Regions from separate parts of the Mus musculus genome. Here region 1 is linked to region 2. The links are chromatin contacts, called in public HiChIP or PLAC-seq maps. All regions are on one chromosome and are shown on one strand. The core of a region is the stretch at or near the end of the contact, and the rest is flanking DNA. Distances in the headings are between cores, read along the strand shown.

Region 1 (3,893 bases), core at 573-3,072, 190 kb after region 2:
TTTAACCAGGAAGGAAAAGAAAAATAATGTTCTTTATGATGGGCACAATAACCACCATGCATCCCAGGACTGGGGAGGAAGCTCAGTGGAATGCTTGCCTAGCATTCATGAGGTCGTGGGTTCAGTCCCCAGCACTGCATAAACTGGCCACGGTGGTGCACACTTGTAATCCCAGCACTATAGTTTCACATAGGAAGGTCAGAAGTTCAAAGTCATTCTAGCCTATATATCTAGATCATCTCATAAAAACTGATGCTCGTGATAATGCCCAATAACCAATAAGAAAAAAATATGGAAGCAGATGGTACTTGCCAAGGGTGATTTTCCCCCCTTCTGGGGAGTTGATTCCTTTCACATGCTCATAACAGTTCTATTCCTTAATGTAGCCCTACATCTTAATAATCTCAATGTAAGGGTAATTTCTTTAAAATATTAAAGTTCGACTTGCCATTAAAGTGGCCATTATCATCCTTGATGCCATTAATATTACTTTATCGACCTTTCAGTCTAAGGAGTGTGGAGAAATTGGTCTTTGCTTCTTATTAGGATCTCTCAGGTTTGACTCAGGATCTAGGCTGTATAAGACCTGGAGGCTGCAGAGGGGACCAGGGAAGCTGCACTCTGCCCTGGGGCATCAGATTTGATGCCTACTGCAGCCTGGAAGTCGCTGGCTTTCTAGGTTTCAGAAAGAGGCACACATATCCAGTGCCTGGAGGGGCCTTCTTCACAGCATCATCACAGCTCTGAGGAGTTACAAACAAACACACAAGAATAAAGACATCAAAACACGGCACATCATTAAGGAGCATGGAATAGAAACACGGCTATTTTAGGTAGCCATAGCATTTGGTTGTGAACCTCAAGACTCTCCTGTGATCACATCTGCGTATATTTATAAACTTAGCATAGAAGCATGCGTCACAACTGATCTCTTGAAGTAGCAGAGGTTTCTGTGTGGGGGACGACTGTGGAATGTGACTGTGGGATTTAAAAGGGCAGGGGGGTGGGGGAAAGTAACTGTTCCAGCTGAGCGACTCTCCACAATGCGTTTTTGATGCAGTGACTAATTATTGTGATTATTTTCATCAGCAAAGACACCGGTAGAGCTAAACATATTTATTTTCTTTTTTTTTCCTCCTTGAAAAGTATAATATTTCAAGCTTTAGAGAAATTCCATATGTCTCCTCCCTATACTTAGGAAGTGTGCTCTCAGATGTTGTCACAAATGCTGAGCTACCTTGCTTCCCTTGTTCCTTCTGAGACAGTGTTCCTCTCTTCCAGTATCAGCTTGATAGAGCCAAGCCAAGCTTAATGAAAACACCCAGCCTCTGCCTTGCTAATATCCTCAGCTGACCTTCTGGGCTCCCTGTCACATAACTACATAGAGCTGGTTGCCAAATGTTAGAATTTAATCTAATGAGCACTCACAGTATTTTGATAGGGGGGAAAAGTAGTAAGTATAGAAAGTGTAAGTCTTTAAAGTTAGAGTTTTGTTCCCTGTAAAATTATTGGCCATAGTTTTAGAGGTTTATATTAAACATGCTCTCTTTAATGAATACTGAGCAGAAAAGGTACAGAAGAGAGCCAGGGTCCTGTTCCCACAGTTAGGAAGCTGAAAGATGAATGTGTTAGATCAAACAATACTAACTATCAAACAAGAACAAATCTTTAAACTTCTGATTCCCTACACGTCATGCACACGCACACGCATGCACACACACGCACACGTTCTTTGCACAACTGAGAATGATACACCAATTGAATCTGAAGTCAAATGAGCAGAGCTGGAAGCATATTGCTCAAGACGTGGCCTGTAAGGAACAGTCCAGCTTTTAATAGTGAGTCATCCTCACTGCCATGGAAACAGAAACCGACAGAAGCCCAGTGAGTCTGTCCCCTTCTCGTCCCTAAATTCTTATGAAGAATAAATGCCTTAGCCTGTATGCATTCTTGAATTCATATTATTATTGAGCACACTTCCATTTTTTTTAATTCATCACATAATCGTCCTTTATTTGCTCAGACAATTATGTGGTTAATTTGATTTTTCAGTCTTTGAACAAACTTTTTGGTAATTTAAATGCCTAATGAGTGGAAGACATCAGACCACCCTCCCTTCCACATGAGTAAAGTCCATCCAAGAATGATCATGCGTGAAAAATCAAACTATATTTCATTTTCTAGAGCTGACTTAAGTAAATGTAACCACTATACATTCACCTAACAACATTAAAATTCAGAATCCCAGAATTAGGACATCACAACAGTGAAAAAAAAATCAGTAACTGAAGAATACTCATTTTTAAAATTTAGTGTGAGGGGGAGATTTTGTGTGGGTGTGGGGGGCATGCCATGACCCATTGTCTAGAGATTAGAGGACAACTTTGTGGAGTTGGTTTTCTCCTTCCATCTTCTTGTAGGTTCTGGGGATTGAACTTGGGCCAGCTTTGAGCAGCAACTACCTTTAGCCACCAAGCCAATTATCCTTCTTTTGATGTGTGTGTGTGTGTGACAGTAAAAACATATGAAACTAGATGGAAAATTTTAGCTACAAATTTCAGAAAGCTTGTTTTAATGGGGCAGTGAGACCTGCTGATATCTCAGTGGAGACTATAAATGTCAACATATCTCATGCTTTCTTCATTCATAATGGCTTCCCTTCCACTCAGACTATGGCTATTTATTACACAACAAACTAGTATTTAAATGTCTTTGGTCTTACCAAGAGCACTAATGAAGATCTACCATTATGAGTTTTTCTTTCAAGCACTTTTGGAAACAACCCAAAATTAGACTTTTCACCTTTGATTGCAGAGAATGGCTTAACAAAATAGTAATTGTGGAACTTACTCATATTTATTGTATTTTTCTTAAAGATAGCCGGAATAGATTTCATATTTCATCATAGCGTCATAATGCAGCAGAGTGAACTTAGACATAAGCCACTCCTTGCTCCAGCGCAATCACTAAATAACCTTATACATGGGGAATCCTCCGTAAATGACCTTTTCTGATTTAAAGCTTTACTCAGACGACCTGCTACAACTTAAACAGGAAACAGCCAGACTCAGACGACCTGCATAATCTTAAACAGGAAGCAGCTTTGGGGCCTGCAAACTGCTCATCCTCCTTGGCAAATGGCTTTTGTTCTCTTGATCCTAGTGTGGCTGTTATGTCCACTGAGTCTCTATTTTTTAAATAGATATAATTTGCATACCATAACAATCCATTCATTTAAAACACATCTTCCAGGGGTTTTCAGTGAATCATCACTATTGTCTAATTCCATTGTGCTCAAGTAAAATCTATCTATTAGAGTATGTGGACATTTGGGACTATCTCCATTCGTTGGCTATTAAGGATACTGCTGCTGTGTTTGGGTTTGAGCTTTTATATAGAAATATGTTTTCCAGTTACTTGGGTATAGCTAGGACTTGCCCAGCTGTATAGTGACTTTTTTGTTTTGTTTTGTTTTTTGTTTTTTTGAGGAATTGACAAACTTGTACAAAGAAGCTATACCATGGGCTGGTGAGATGGCTCAGCAAGGGTGTTTGACAGGAACACTGACAACTTGGGTTTGATCCCCAGGTTCCATATGGTGGAAAGAGAGCTGATTGCAAGGTGTTCTCTGACTTCTACACACACCACCACCACCAAACAAACAAATAAAATAAGTAAACAAATACATGTATGTGAGGGAATCGGAAGAATGTAAGATAGTTTGAAGTGCTGTATGCATTATCACTCTCTAGACTTTCTACTATAATCATGAACTCACATCAGTTGTTGTGACTGGTCCTGCGCCAACACAAGAGCAGCCCCATCAACAGCCTTCTAGAAAAGTGGATGGTCCTCATGGGCCTACTCTTCACCTCCTAACTATTGTCTATCAA
Region 2 (4,114 bases), core at 27-2,526:
AGTCACAAAGAAAAGGATGAGAGACAACTGCAATCCAAAATGCATTTTAAACAAAATGTGCAACTAGACACTGAATGTAGCATTCGTGTTTAGCATCACTAAAACTGAAAATCATATCTGCAAACATTTTTAGAAACTCTAAGTTTTGTTCTTATTTTATTTGTATGAGTGTTTTGTCTGCATGTATGTATTTATGTGCATCACATGTGTCCTGGAGTTGGAAGAGGCAAAAAGAGGGTCTCAGATCTCCTGGAACTAGAGTTATGGATGGTTGTGAGCCACCATGTAGGTGTTGGGAACCAAACCAGGGTACTCTGCAAAGGCAGTAAGTGCTTTTAACTGATGAGACAAATCTCCAGTCCCTCCATCATTGCTTCTTGACAATCAAGACAATATACTGTAAGCACCAGTCAATTAGACATAATGAAAATTTAATAAAACTGAGTTGACATTATTTAAGATTAACAACTGATAATAAAATATTCTAAATAAACCATTCACCATGGACGTCCCTGTCTCCAGAAACTAATAGAACTTTCTAAAGAATAAAGCGATTGTTTCTTCTATGTAATTTCAAAGAATTTAAAAAAATCTTAAATAGGTAGTTTACTAATGATTATCAGAAGGCCAACAAATATATTAATTCCCAAGGACACTGTTGTCCTACAGAGATGGCTCAGCAGTTAAGAGCACTTGTTGCTCTTGCAAATCACCCACATGGTGGCACACAGCTGCCTGCAATTCCAGTTCCTGACCCTAAGCCCTCTTATGACTTCTATAGGTACTGTATGATCCTGGTGTATAATATATAATGCAGGCACATCTATATATGATCTCTGTCTCTGTCTCTCTCTCTCCTCCCCTCTCCTCCTTCTCCTCCCCCTCTCCCTTCCCCTCCTACCCACCTCCCCCCAGGTTAATTCACAGAACCTTGACATCTCAAGGGCATGAAAAAAAAATCTCCCTGAGGCTAATGTAAACGTTATTAAACAAATACAAACAAAAGATTCTTTATAATGTGAACATTCTTACCTAGCCAGCCTATGCTTTAAAATTTTTTGCTCTTTGAATTCTATTCTTTGGTTTTTATATGAACAGTGAAACTGGTTTATAAAGTTTAAAAATATATACATCAGACAAATAGTTTGGCTAGATGAATGTCTGTAATTGGTATTTTAATTGTATAAAAATATCCAGGCGGTCAAGTTTGAATATACAACTCCTTAGTCAGGAATTCACAGCTACAAACCCATAGTTACTGAATATACGCAAACTCTGAATCACCACCAGTTCTCATTGAGAAATCAGTGAATAAAGCAACTGGCTATTATTTGGATTAACCCTGAGTCCTGTTGGCGTGGGTTCAGCATGCAAACAACTGTAAATCAATCTACCCACACTTCATCATCTTTTTGACAAGGACAGTAAGGAGAATTTGTCAACTGCTTGCTAAAGTCAAGATACAACATGTCTTTACTATTCTCTAATCTAGAAGCAATTATAAAACAGGGGGTAGGGGGAGAGTAAAAATGAGGTCAGTTTGGCATGTCTTGTTTCTTAGAAATCCATATTGGCTCTGGGTGATAAGCTATTCTTTTCTAAATACTTGGAATTTGTTTTTAAATAATCTCTTCAACTTTTGTGAGTTTAGATTATAGTAGGGCAATAGACTTGTGTGTTCACAGTCTACGGAGCACTTCTCTCCAGTCTCCCAGTTCTTCTTACATTCTCCTCCATGAAGTGTGTGTTGGGAGCAGGGGGATTAAAATAATTCTGAGGTCACGTCTGAGACTCTTCAACTCCAGAAGCCAATCCATTTAAGTCTTTTTAATAGTTCAAACTGAGCCCCAATCCGCTATGAAGTAAAGGCCTATTTTGAACTCCCAATCCTTTTGCTTCTGAGTGCTAAGATTACAGGTATGTACCACCATGCCTGGTTTATTCAGTGCTGTGGAAGGAATGGAACCCAGACAAGCACTCTACCAATTACACTACTTCCCCATTCCTCCTTAAAGTTTTGAAAATATAAATTTATTTAAAGTAAATTATGCTCTTTTTAAACAGATTTATGTATGTTCACCTTTATATATGGACCTGTGTGAGTCTACATGCACCACATGGGTGCCAGGCGCCCTGACCTTAGATTAAATTCCCTCAAACTCGTTACCTCTAAACTGTGAGCTACCTCTAAACTAAATCTTATTCTTATCCAATCCCACCACATAGCAGATGTTTAGCATAATGTCCAGCTTTCCTGTTTTATATTATTTTTAGCTTATACTGTTGAAAAAGTAACTTGTTCCTTCAAAGTTTTCTTAAATTATTACTTTGTTTAGTTTTTTTTTTTAAATTTTTTATTTGATACACAATCTCTCTACACAGACTTCGCTGTCCTGAAACTCGCTATGTACATGAGGCCGGCCTTGAACTCCTTGAACTCACAGAGATTCACCTGCTTCTGCCTCCCAAGTGCTAGGATCAAAAGCACGTGCCATTATGCCTCTGGCTTCCTTCAAGATTATAACAGAAGTAAAATAAGAATGATACAAGGTGGCTCAGTGGAAAAGAACTTGCCAGTAGGATCCAGGCTCTGAGTTTAATAATCCCCGACTTCAAAAGTTGTTGGGTTTTTCTGCAAGGGAGGGGGGGAGATGGCCTATCTACTCACTCATGTTGTTCTTGAAACATCTCTGTTCCTTTTGAGATTTGGTCTTGAGGAAAATGCTTATACTGTTATGCTCACAGCTACATGTATATTATATATTGGAAACAGAATCTTATTAAATAATCCAGACTCTCTAAACTCCTGACTTTCCCAGATTGGCCTCCCTAATACTAAGATTACAGGCGTGCATCATCAAAAGCAGACCGACCATGCATTTCTTCCTCCTCCTCTTCTTCCTCTCCCTCCTCCTCCTCCTCTTCTTCTCCTTTTTTTCTTTTTCTTTTTCTTTTTTTTTTTTTGGTTTTTCGAGACAGGGTTTCTCTGTGTAGCCCTGGCTGTCCTGGAACTCATTCTGTAGACCAGGCTGGCCTTGAACTCAGAAATCCGCCTGCCTCTGCCTCCTGAGTACTGGGATTAAAGGTGTGTGCCACCACTGCCATGCATTTCTTCTGAAAGTGTATTAAGACTGTGATAATTATTAGTTCTTTTCCACCAATTGATCACATGCATTGTATACATCTATAAAAACTTTTTACAAATTTTCTTTTAGAAATGTTTAACCTTGAAATTGTATGTACAGATGCTAGAAACATTTAAAATATAGCCTTGCTTCCCTTACAAACACACACCACAAGGCTGGCCTCTTACATGTGTCCTAGGGATCAAACGCAGGAATTTATGGTTGATTACCAACTGGCCTATCTCCTCAGCCTCAGCTCGCTCTTCTGTAATAAATCTGTAGTCAGAACAGCCAAGAGTAAAGCTAGAGAAGTTTTAGTACTTTGATTTAAGTAGCATCTGAAAAACCCCAAACTCTAACCAAGTGAAAATATTTATTTCTAAAAATCATAACACTGTTAGTTACATGTACAGTCCCATATTTATGCAGCAATGAAATTCCTTCATTTTAGATAATACATAGATAAGACCCATCATTATACTATACACCTTTGTTGTTTTACCTGCTTCAACAAAGCCAGGTACGCTATGTATATTCCAAACAATAATTTAGACAAAAAGAGGTGGTGCCCAGACAAAATGCTCCTGTACTTTAGGCGCTCTCTGACGTTTGAGATAAACATATCAGGCCTGCTAGCCCTCTTCATTCCCTCCTCACATCCATAGCCAATTGTTTTTCCTCAGAAGTCTGTTCTGTACCTACTCTACCTAGCACTGTACGATGCTGTGTGCACAAGATTATTGTCTGAGCAGAACACCTGGTCCATCTACTCTTTGAAACCAAAACCCAGGTGAATCACTGGAGTCCACACTGAGAGGGACTGGTTTCCATCCTTCCCTATGTGCAAGTCACAGGAAAATGAAGTTCAGTTTTGCCTTCCTCACTGGATCCTAACTCAGGAACTGTGATGGTTGATCTTATTGCCAACTTGATCAGCCTTAGAATCACCCACAGAAAAATGCTTCTAGACATTTCTGTGTAAGAGAAGA

The links. HiChIP or PLAC-seq counts read pairs in DNA pulled down with a chosen protein or histone mark.
Region 1: a FOXA1 HiChIP or PLAC-seq map of pancreatic cancer cells shows a contact between it and region 2. The contact joins two enhancer-like sites. A contact is called at or near these places in 1 of 39 promoter capture datasets (liver), 1 of 15 datasets of contacts at CTCF or cohesin (the NIH/3T3 cell line), 5 of 484 Hi-C or Micro-C datasets (cortical neurons, embryonic fibroblasts, epidermal suprabasal cells and 2 more) and 3 of 115 datasets of contacts at active chromatin or transcription factors (embryonic stem cells, fibro-adipogenic progenitors and pancreatic cancer cells).

Annotation. Positions count from the first base shown.
Region 1 is chr3:104,294,234-104,298,126 of GRCm38.p6, forward strand. No RefSeq gene overlaps it. Among named protein-coding and RNA genes, the nearest start is that of Gm5546, 64 kb to the right of the region's middle. Within about 2 kb of position 1,823, at least 83 of the 459 cell types and tissues checked have an H3K27ac peak or open chromatin away from gene starts, as enhancers often do. A contact at or near this core is called in the NIH/3T3 cell line and pancreatic cancer cells, where this site is marked.
Region 2 is chr3:104,108,330-104,112,443 of GRCm38.p6, forward strand. All of the region lies in intron 1 of Magi3 (membrane associated guanylate kinase, WW and PDZ domain containing 3), which reads right to left. Among named protein-coding and RNA genes, the nearest start is that of Magi3, 110 kb to the right of the region's middle. Within about 2 kb of position 1,277, at least 10 of the 459 cell types and tissues checked have an H3K27ac peak or open chromatin away from gene starts, as enhancers often do. A contact at or near this core is called in the NIH/3T3 cell line and pancreatic cancer cells, where this site is marked.